Linked DNA regions of Canis lupus: region 1 is linked to region 2. A link is a contact called in public Hi-C data. All regions are on one chromosome and are shown on one strand. Each heading gives the region's core, a stretch centred on a gene start, on an enhancer-like site or on the middle of the called end of the contact. The rest is flanking DNA. Distances are from core to core; before and after follow the strand shown.

Region 1 (4,991 bases), core at 2,412-4,911, 160 kb before region 2:
TCTCTGCGTCTCTGTGTGTGTCTCATGAATAAATAAATAAAATCTTTAAAAAAATAAGAAATTACTTTTGCAACCTAATCCGATTTTTGCCAATGAGAAATTGAGGCTCATCAGAGAGAAGTGACTTGCTCAAGATCTTACCACCAATTTATTTATGAAAGCTAGGATCCTATTCTAGCGGCCCTGTGTGTGACTTTGTTTCTATTTCTTTCTCTTTTTTTTTTTCTTTAATGAACTTTTTTTACTTTGGAACAATCTTAGTTTTCAGAAAAGTTGCAGAGTGCAGAGTTCTCATGTAATCACCCAGCTTTCCCTCATGTTGACATCTTACATAACCAAGGTACATTTGTCAAAACTGAAGAAAAAACTACCAAATACCAAACTACTTGTATTTCACCAGTTTTTCCACTAGTGCCCTTTTTAAAAGAAAACAAAAAACAAAAACAAACAAACAAAAAAAAACCTAATGCCCTTTTTTGTTCCAGGATCCATTCCAGAATACCACATTGCATTCAGTGAACCGATTTTATCTTTTTTTTTTTTTAAGACCAGGGTTTTTTTTTTTTTTTTTTTTTTTTTTTAGATTTTACTTATATGAGAGTGAGTGAGCAGGGGGAGGGGCAGGGGGAGAGGGAGAGAAAATCTCCAGCAGAGTCCCTGCTGAGTGTGGAGCCTCCCCGCCAACACCAGGCTGAGCTACCACCCTGAGATCATGACCTGAGCCAAAACCAAGGGCTGCTGCCCAACTGACTGAGCCACCCAAGTGCCGCCCCCATTTTATCTTTTAATTGAGATGAAATTCACAGAACATAAAATTATATGACCAATGTGGGGCATTTAGCACATTCAAAATATTGCGCAACCATCACTTCTCTCTAGTTCCAAAATGTTTTCATCACCCCAGAAAAACCCTGTACCTGTCAAGCACTTAGACCCCATGCTTCCCTCCCTCCAGCCCCTGGCAACCACTAATCCCTATTGTTACTCACTTCAAAGCGTTTAGCACAAGGCCCTATACCTGCCTGGGAAGCACTCACAATAGTCCAGTGGGGGTTTTTGTTGTTGTTGTTACTTTTTTTTTAATATTTTTTCTTTATTTATTTATGATAGTCATCACAGAGAGAGAGAGAGAGGCAGAGACACAGGCAGAGGGAGAGGCAGGCTCCATGCACCGGGAGCCCGACGTGGGATTCGATCCCGGGTCTCCAGGATCGCGCCCTGGGCCAAAGGCAGGCGCCAAACCACTGCGCCACCCAGGGATCCCTGTTGTTACTTTTTATTAAAGTATAACATACTGGGGCGCCTAGGTGGCTCAGCGGTCGAGGTTGAGTGTCTGCCTTTGGCTCAGGGCATTATCCTGGGGTCCGGGATCAAGTCCCACATCCGGCTCCCTGCATGGAGCCTGCTTCTGCCTCTGCCTGTTTCTGGGCCTCTCTCTCTGTGTGTCTCTCATGAATAAATAAATAAAATCTTTTAAAAATATTAAATAAAATAAAGTATAACATATTAAATGGTGCAGATAAATGTAAAGCTTGATGAATTTGCACAAACACATCCATGTAACTAACACTCAGATCAATAAACAGCATGACCAGCACCCTAGAAAGCCCCTATGGTCTCCCAGGCACTCCCTATCTTCCCCAACAGTAATCACTATCCTGACTTCCAACAGTACAAGTGAATTTTGCCTGGTTTGTATTTCTTATAAATGGAATCATACAATATGTATTCTTTAGTCTGACTCCTTTTGCTCAACATTATATTTAAGATTTATTCATATTGTTGCATTCACAATACTTTTTATGGGTAAGACTGAAAGATTAAGGGCACCTGGTCGGCTCACGTTTTGATCCCAAAGTCCTGGAATCAAGCCCCATCAGGCTCCCTGCTCAGCAGAGAGTCCGCTCCTCTCTCTCCCTTTCTCTTTCTCTCTCTCCCTCTTACTGCCCTCCCGCCACCCGCCACTCATGCAGGGTGGAGAATGGAAGCAGGTCTTTCTGCCAAGAATAAGAGACATGTGAAAAATAGATTACACCAAACAGCAGCATTCTTAAGTTTCTCACTCTTTGGGGGCTCTTTGAGGTAGATGGTCCTAATTACGCTTAATTATCAATAAACTCAGAGATGGAACAGGTGTCGTGAAAGAAATGCACAGGGAATATAAACTAATTACCCCTATGAGTTGAAGGAACCTAACTAGAAGGCATTGCAGAGAAAGTCAGTGTGACATAGGGCAAATTATTTAATCTCCCTGGAGATTGTCTTCCTAGTCTGTCAAATGAGGGTAGTAACATAGTTCTCATCAAAATTAGATAAGTGAATGCAAAACGCTAGGTACGGTCCCTGACTCATAAATGCACAAAAAAAATATGACTTCATTTCTACCACCTCCCTCATTTGGCCACAGATCAGAGCTCTAGTAGCTGGAAATTACGCAGGTCAAATTTCCCCAGCTTTAAGCCTCTCTACCTTTTAAAACAAGTTTGGAGGGGACACCTGGGAGGCTCAGAGGTTAACTGCCTGCCTTTGGCCCGGGGTGTGGTCCTGGGGTCCTGGGATCCAGTCCCACATCAGGCCCCCTGCATGGAGCCTGCTTCTCCCTGTGTCGCTGCTCTGTGTCTCTCATGAATAAATAAATAAAATCTTAAAAAAAAAAAAAAAACAGGTTTGGAGTACCGATTTTGAGAAAATCTGAAAGGAAGTGTAATACGATCAGCCCCCTGGCCTCCTTAGCAAGTCAAAGTCAGCTTTTCCAGAATCCCTGATGCACCTTTATGGAGGCATTCCTTTACTAAGGTCCTAATCTCCACCCCTACTTCACCCACCCAATCCTACTAGCTCCCCAAGCCCCAAGCCTCACCGGTTCCCTCCTGCCTCTGCACATACTCTACCCAAACCCCCGCACAGACCTGCCGTCAAATCTCACACTGTACCCATCCCAGATCCGTTTGATGTCCCCATTAGACTTGGCGCTTTTCCGGAGCGCCCATACCTTTCACATCACATCACATCTCTCCATCCATGGTACCCCGAGCAGGCCCTGAGTAATTACGCTGGAATTAATTTTCTCTGAAAACCTGGAAGGCAGCCTGGTGCTGAACTCAACAGCTTTAAAATATTCAGTCTGCAAAAATGGACTTAGCTATTGTGTTGGGCATTAAGGTGTTGCTTTATTTTTGTTGTTGTTGCTTTATTTTTATTTTTTTTTAAGATGCATTTGACAGCACAAGCAGGGAGGAGCGAGAGAGGGAGAAGCCGACTTCACCCTGAGCAGGGGGCCCAACGGGGGGCTCGATTGCAGGACCCCGAGATCTAAGGTGTTGTTTTAATGTCCTTAACCCCCAAACCCCCAATTATTCTTTCAACAACGAAGCGGCGCCAAGTATGCGCCAGGCTGGGAAGGGGAGGACGGTAAGGGGAACCTCGGGGCTGCAACCGCCTCCCCTCCGCCAGGGCCCCGCCGCAGCGGCCCCGCGCCCCCACGTGGGCTCCGGCGGGCCTTCCGGCACCCGAGCTCGGGGCCCCGGGGGGCGGGGCGTGGGCCCGCCAGCCCTTCCGCGCACCCGATTGGCCAGGCCTCCCCGGGCGTGGGCGGGGCCTCCGCGCGAGCTGACCAGCCCGCGGGCGAAGCGGCCGCAGGGGGCGTGGCCTGCGCGCCGGCGGGGGCGGGGCGCGGCGAGGGGGAGCTGCTTCCGGGCGAGCCGCCCCGCCCCCGCACGGGCCCCGGGAGACTAGAAGGCGCTACGGCGGCGGCGGGAGCGGCGGCCCCGAGCCCTTGAGGAAGCAGGTGAGCGGGGGCCGGGCTCCGGGGGATGGCGCCCTTGGAGGTGGGGGCGGTGGCACCGAGAGCCCGGCGTCCCCGGGCCCCGAACCCCCGTCGCGGGTGCAGCCGAGGACACGGTCCTTGTGCAGCCCTTGTTCGGGCGTAGGTTGCTCCGCTGCAGCGGGCTTGGGTTGCAGCCGCGCGGGCTGGAGCGTGGCCGCAGCCCTGGGGGGCCCGGCTCCGACCGTCCCCTCCTCTCCGGGGTCCACTCCCTTGGCGGCCCGTGGACACTGCCCACCAGTACACAGCAGCCCGAAGTGCCCCGAAGGATGAGGCACGGAAGTGGAGGCAGGAACAGGCGCTTGGTGCTGCGCTTCTACAGAAGTCCCATGCATTGGCCCATTAAGGCAACGGGCCCATTAAGGCCCTTTGAGGTCAGTTGGAGAACGCGCCCATTTACCAGGTGCAGACACTGAACTCCCACAGCTAGGAAAGTGTCGGAATCAGGGTTTGAACCCACGTCTACAGACTCCAAAACCCACACACGTAACCATCAGGCTGCCAGCTGCAGGCGAGTCCAGGGTCCACATCCTCCCTCCTCCCTCCTCCTTCCCCCCCTACACCCCCCCCTTCTCCACCAGCCCACCTCTGCTGGTAGCTGCTTTGAAGTCTGTACTTCAAGTATCGAGGGCTAATGGTGGGCTGAGAACTGGGCTGCTGAAGGCTTGGATTCTGACCCCGACATCTACCACTGACCCCTTGCCTGACCTTGAGCCAGTGTCCGTCTTTTCTCTGAGCCCAGTTTCACCATCATTTCAATGACGTAGTCAAAAGGCTTTAAGGAGCTTCCTAGCCAAGATGTTCTGGGAGTCTGTGGAACTGGCACATTGTCCCTGTAGCTCCAGATGGCTAAACCCAGAAGAGGTTGGGCTCGTCAAGGCCCGGGTCCCCAGTCTCATGCTTCTCTTTAATCCCTGTATCTAGCACTGGGGCAGGCCCAGGGTAGATATTCAGGAAATGCTGGTTGAATAAACAGGCAGGCAGTTGGGCCCTTCTCAGACCTGCCTGACAGCTGCTTTCCTGAGCCCTTCTGGGGCTTTGGATTTCTCAGCCCTTGGCCACCTTCTACCTTAGTTGGCCCTCCTGACTGCCTCCTCCCCAGCCAGCAGCAGGGCCTGCCAGAGTTGGCAGCAGCTCCCAACTTTCTCTCCAATAGCACAGCCTCTGA
Region 2 (4,997 bases), core at 2,382-4,881:
TCCACTTGGAATCCCACTCATCTTCAAAGCCCATTATCTAATCCCACATACTCCTCCAAACTAGATATGATCTCTTCTTCCTTTGAAATCCTACAATAATTAATTTCTACTTATGGGAATTTACTTCGCTATGTTCCTCTCTATAATTATTTGTATACTTCAATTATCTCCACTGTTCAACTATAAGCACTTTGAGGACAAGAACAATGACTTATTCATTTTCCTATTCCAGGCAACACCCAGCACAGTGCCTTACACAGAGAAGGTTTTCAGACATTTCTTGAACTGTCTTCTAACATTTTTCTGTTTTCAGTAACTGAACAGAAAGAACACAATACTAACTCCCCTAAACCTATATTCAATTCATATTGCTATCACCACACCTATCATCTAACCTGGCCATAACTTTAAACTTTAATAGTTGTTTTTTTTTTTTAAGGTATTTATTCATGAGAGACAGAAAGAGAGAGGCAGAGACATAGGCAGAGGGAGAAGCAGGCTCCTTGTGGGGAGCCCAACGCGGAACTCGATCCCAGGACCTCAGGATCATGACCTGAGCCGAAGGCCAATGCTCCATGTCTGAGCCACCAAGGTACCCTAATCTTTAATATTTACAATGCATTCACTAGTACAGATTAGTATGAGTGCACCTATATATAAAAATTATCATCTCTATAGCAAGTTTGTTGGTAATTTGAAAGGAACTGTTAAAATTGCCACTTCCTGGTTAATCTGTGGAGGGAGTCCATATATTTTATAAATACATCTAAAAACTGTGTATTTAGGCAAAACAAACAAACAAACAAACAAAAATGCTTAATTCCAACCTGAGATCAGGGTTGTGCCTTCCTTACCTCTGTATCCCCAGCAGTACTTAATAGATATGTGGGTCTATTCCACTCCTTTTACAAAGTGTTTAGGGAGACTGGTCCAAGCTCAAGGTGAGTTAGAAGGACTGGGATGGGAATTCAGGTTTCCCGATTCCTGGTCCAATATTCTAATTCAGGATGACAGTGGCTTTTTATTTAATTTTCCCCTCAATTTTTAAAAAAGATCTTATTTCTTTACTTATTAGAGAGAAAGCACAGGTGGAGGGAGGGGCAGAGTGAGAGAGGGAATCTCAAGCAGAATCTCCTCCACTGAGCATGGAGCCTAATGTGGGGTCGATCTCATGACCTGAGCTGAAATCAAGAGTCAGACATTTAAGCAACTGAGCCAGCCATGGGCCCCAACAGTGGCTCTTCAATGTACCTTGATTACATTGAATTGCAATGTAATCCTGCAATTCAAATCCTGAAAGACTGAGGAAACCTCACCACCATCTTCCCCTTTCTCGGAACTAAGGGCTGTGTTCCCACAATGGTGACCTGGGCATGCAGATCTCTGGTATCTCGATTGCCAAAACGCTGATCCAGATTTTACATGCCTACCTATCTAAAAAGGCTACTTAAATACCCTGAATGAAAATATCCCGAACTCAAGAATTCAAGATAAGTACTCAAGTGATCTTTTAGCATGTGTTTAAAAGCACTATTCAGATGTTTCAGTGCTGGAGTAACGAAGACCAGTACTGGGGAAAGGGTTAGAAAGAGTGATGTCACTTAGGCAGTTTATTTTCCTTTCTTGAGAGGTAGCCAAGTTCATATCGTAAACAGAGGTGCTGCAAAGAGTTTCAGTTCTATTGCTTAGCCTCCAGTTGCATCACTGTTTTCACTGTCAGCCTTCATTGCTTTAACCATCGTAATCTGTAAAATGGACACAGGAAGCAGATAACAGCCCTGTCCCTCAGTTTAATGGAGGAATACTCTACCAATAAAAATCGGAGTTACACATTCTAACTATTCTATCCTCCTTTCCCGTCCCCTAGAGCTTTAAACGATAGTAAAACAATCTTCAGCTAACAAAAGAGATGAAGCAACCCTGAGAGTTCCCAGCTAGCACAGCATTTTTATCTTTCTGGAAGGCAAGAGCCACTGCTGGGCTCTGGGGATCACACTTGAAAAAATTCCTAAGAGCATGAATTAAGGAATGGGCATAAGGATGAATTCCATTACGCAGTCTAACAAAGGGTAAGAACCCACTATTACCAAGGCACAGCGCTCTGTGACACAGGTGACATCAAGGAATAAAACAGTCTCCGTCCTTGAGGAGCTTACAGTTTAGTAGGAGCACACAGAAAGAAGTAAACTATACTGGAAAGCAGGACAAGGGAAGTGCCGAGAGGTGTGAAGTTCTCTAGGAAGTGAATCACTACCAATCATCTCACTTTAATTTCAAGTGAACAGAGTAAAACATCCCGGTAAGGGCCACCTGTTGTACTAATCTGATCTGGAGAAGCCTTGGGTGAAAGAACCCCGTTGAGATCTACGGAAACGGATGCGACAGTGATACAGTACCTGCTCATCCAGATAGAGGGTAAACCTTGGCTAAACCAGGCTTACCCTGAGATTGTTTCCAGAATCCTATCAGCTTACCAAAGAAACACTTTCTATAGGATACAGAGAGGGTGGAAAGTGGAGACGGAGAAGTCCCCAACAACTGATGTTGACTTAGGTGTGTGGCAAGAAGACAGCAAAATCCAGACCAAGATTGGGACTGGGGATTTCCACTGCTGAAGTCTCGTCCTTTCCATCACTCACTCCCGGAACATCCCAGCTCTTCGGTACCCCACCTGCACAAGGAGGGGAATTCTCTCCAGACCCATGCCACAGTCGAGCGGTAACCACTCTGTAAGGGCGAACTGTGCTTAAGGGTCGATGAGGTTCTCATTCCCCCAGTCGGTCCCGATTCAAGAGACCAGGGATCCAGCGCCAGTCTGTCCTTTACTCCGTGCGACCTCGGACTAGTCATCCAAGTGCTTATTACTTCGTGTCCCCTATTGCAAGTTCTGGGGCTATGAGGAGGAGGCTGGGATTTCAGTCCGATGACCTCTGAGGTCTAAAAGCTTCTTGGCCAGCCGGCACATAGGAGCCCTGGACAAAGAGCCCGCTGAATAAACAGCGAGGTCGGCCACGGGGGACAAGCGGAAGGGACGACAGGCCCGTTTCATAGACGGGGAAAGTGAGGCACCGGACACCCAACCCCAAGGTCACCCCTAGCTCTGTCACTGCAGGGGGCCAGCCGAAAAGATCAGTTCTCCGGACCGCCAGCCCCAGGCCCTGTCTCCTTTCGCAAAGCAGAGCGGAGCCGCATGGAGGGTCCTGGTCCGGCGGGGAGAGGACCGTGCCCCAGCCGGAGGCGGGAGCGGGCTGGGGGTGCTTACCTTCCAGATCGACTCCCGCCGCCGGCGCCGCCCTCTTAGAACCTCAACCCGTCACCACCTCCACGACTCTTCGGAAGCCCCCTCCACCTCTGCCGGGCTCTACGTGTCCACGACCGCCACCGAGGCCGCGGATTCCCGCCCCCGCCCCGCCCCTGCCCCGCCCCCTGCCGCGTCGGCCAATCCCTGCGCGGGATTTCGGAGATCCCGCGGGTTTCACCGCCTCCGCAGGCTGCAGGAGCCTGACGTCACGGGCGCGCGTGCTCGCGAGGCCCTCCCATTTGCCTTCCGCACCCCCCCTCCCCACCTTCTCCCGCGCCTAGACCCCTCCCCGCGGAACAACCGTGCGAGAGTTCGTCCTGCCGGAAAGCAGCACGCCGCCGCGGCATTTCACGACAGCACAAGCCCCGAAAACACTCTTACTTCCCCCTCCACCTCCCACCTCCGTCCCCCGCCCCTCGCGCCCTGCGGCTGGGAGAAAGGCACCGCGATGTTCGGTGGGGGAGACGAGGACGACACCGACTTCCTGTCGCCGAGCGGCGGGTGAGTGACCGAGAAGCTTGGGACAGGGGGCGTAGCTTAAGGGAACTGGGCAGGTGGCTGGAGGGGTCGCTCTGGTGTCAGACTTCTCCCCGACTTCCGGGTCCGGGCCCCCCGCCACGTTCCGGAGCCCCGCAGGTCTCCAAACTGTGCTGTGTCGGGGCCCCTCGGTGCTGGACCTGGCATGTCCCTCGTCCCTCAGGAGGGCCCTGAGGTTCGCCTTTTGCTTTGTGGTTGAGTTTGTCCTGTGAGAGCATCTGGCTCAGGGCTTATAGGAGTCAGCTGGGGGCTCGTAGGAGACTTTCTCTTCCCCGTGGACAAGGCAGTGACACCTGAGAGTTCCCTGGCCCTTGTGGGTCAGCTCCAGCATCCTTGAGGGCCCAGCCCGGATGTCCCCTTTGGGCGCTTTCCCTTCTCCCACAGACCCAGGCACGATGCCTCGCTTCTTTTCCTCCTTATTCCTACAGCTAGGCTAGTGAATAACCCCCCTGTCCTTACTAGGTTATGAACCCTGGCAGAACAGGGACTCCTGCTGCTGCTCATCTCTGCCTGGCGCTCAGCACAGCGCATCGTGTGTGCTCCGGAAGTGCCTGTTGAGTGAGTGACAGCTGTGAAGTTGTCCTCCAAAGCTTAGAAGCCCTGCAAGAGACCGCTGCCCCCCCCCCCCCCCTCCCCGCCCTAACACAAACCAGCCTGGGGCACAGCTCTCCAACCCACAGGGGTTTGTCTCTTCCCATAATCAGGTTAGCCTTTTCCCTCGCGTTGCGTTACTAAGGCAGCTTGATCCCTTTGAAAGTGAGCTGCCAATCCTGATATTTCAGAGCCTTTTCTTTGGACATGTTTTTTTGTTTTTTTTTAAAATTAATTTATTTATGATAGTCACAGAGAGAGAGAGGCAGAGACACAGGCACAGGCAGAGGAAGAAGCAGGCTCCATGCACCGGGAGCCCGACGTGGGACTCGATCCCGGGTCTCCAGGATCGCGCCCTGAGCCAAAGGCAGGCGCCAAACCGCTGCGCCACCCAGGGATCCCCGGACATTTTTTTTTTTTTAACACATTTAAGAATGTACAGAAGGATGACCGAAACCCCAACATACACTCCTCATCTTACCGCTGAGAGGTCACAAAAATGGTTAAGCTGCTGTGCCTACTCTCCTCTCAAGTTGCTTCTAGTCCTGTTGAAGAGTTGATACAATAG

What was found. A called contact is a pair of places that touch in the nucleus more often than the background predicts.
Region 1: a Hi-C map of blood shows a contact between it and region 2, with 2.6 times the contacts expected there. The contact joins the promoter of ALAD here to the promoter of FKBP15 in region 2. A contact is called at or near these places in 3 of 9 Hi-C or Micro-C datasets (amygdala and blood).

The regions. Positions count from the first base shown.
Region 1 is chr11:68,161,187-68,166,177 of UU_Cfam_GSD_1.0, reverse strand. ALAD (delta-aminolevulinic acid dehydratase) reads left to right here and starts at 3,661. Exons shown (of 12, transcript XM_038553170.1): 1 at 3,661-3,787.
Region 2 is chr11:67,999,090-68,004,086 of UU_Cfam_GSD_1.0, reverse strand. FKBP15 (FK506-binding protein 15) reads left to right here and starts at 3,631. Exons shown (of 29, transcript XM_038553136.1): 1 at 3,631-3,802. The coding sequence starts at 3,750. It overlaps SLC31A1 (high affinity copper uptake protein 1), which reads right to left and starts at 3,648. Exons shown (of 7, transcript XM_038553301.1): 1 at 3,567-3,648; 2 at 3,263-3,315. The coding sequence starts at 3,648.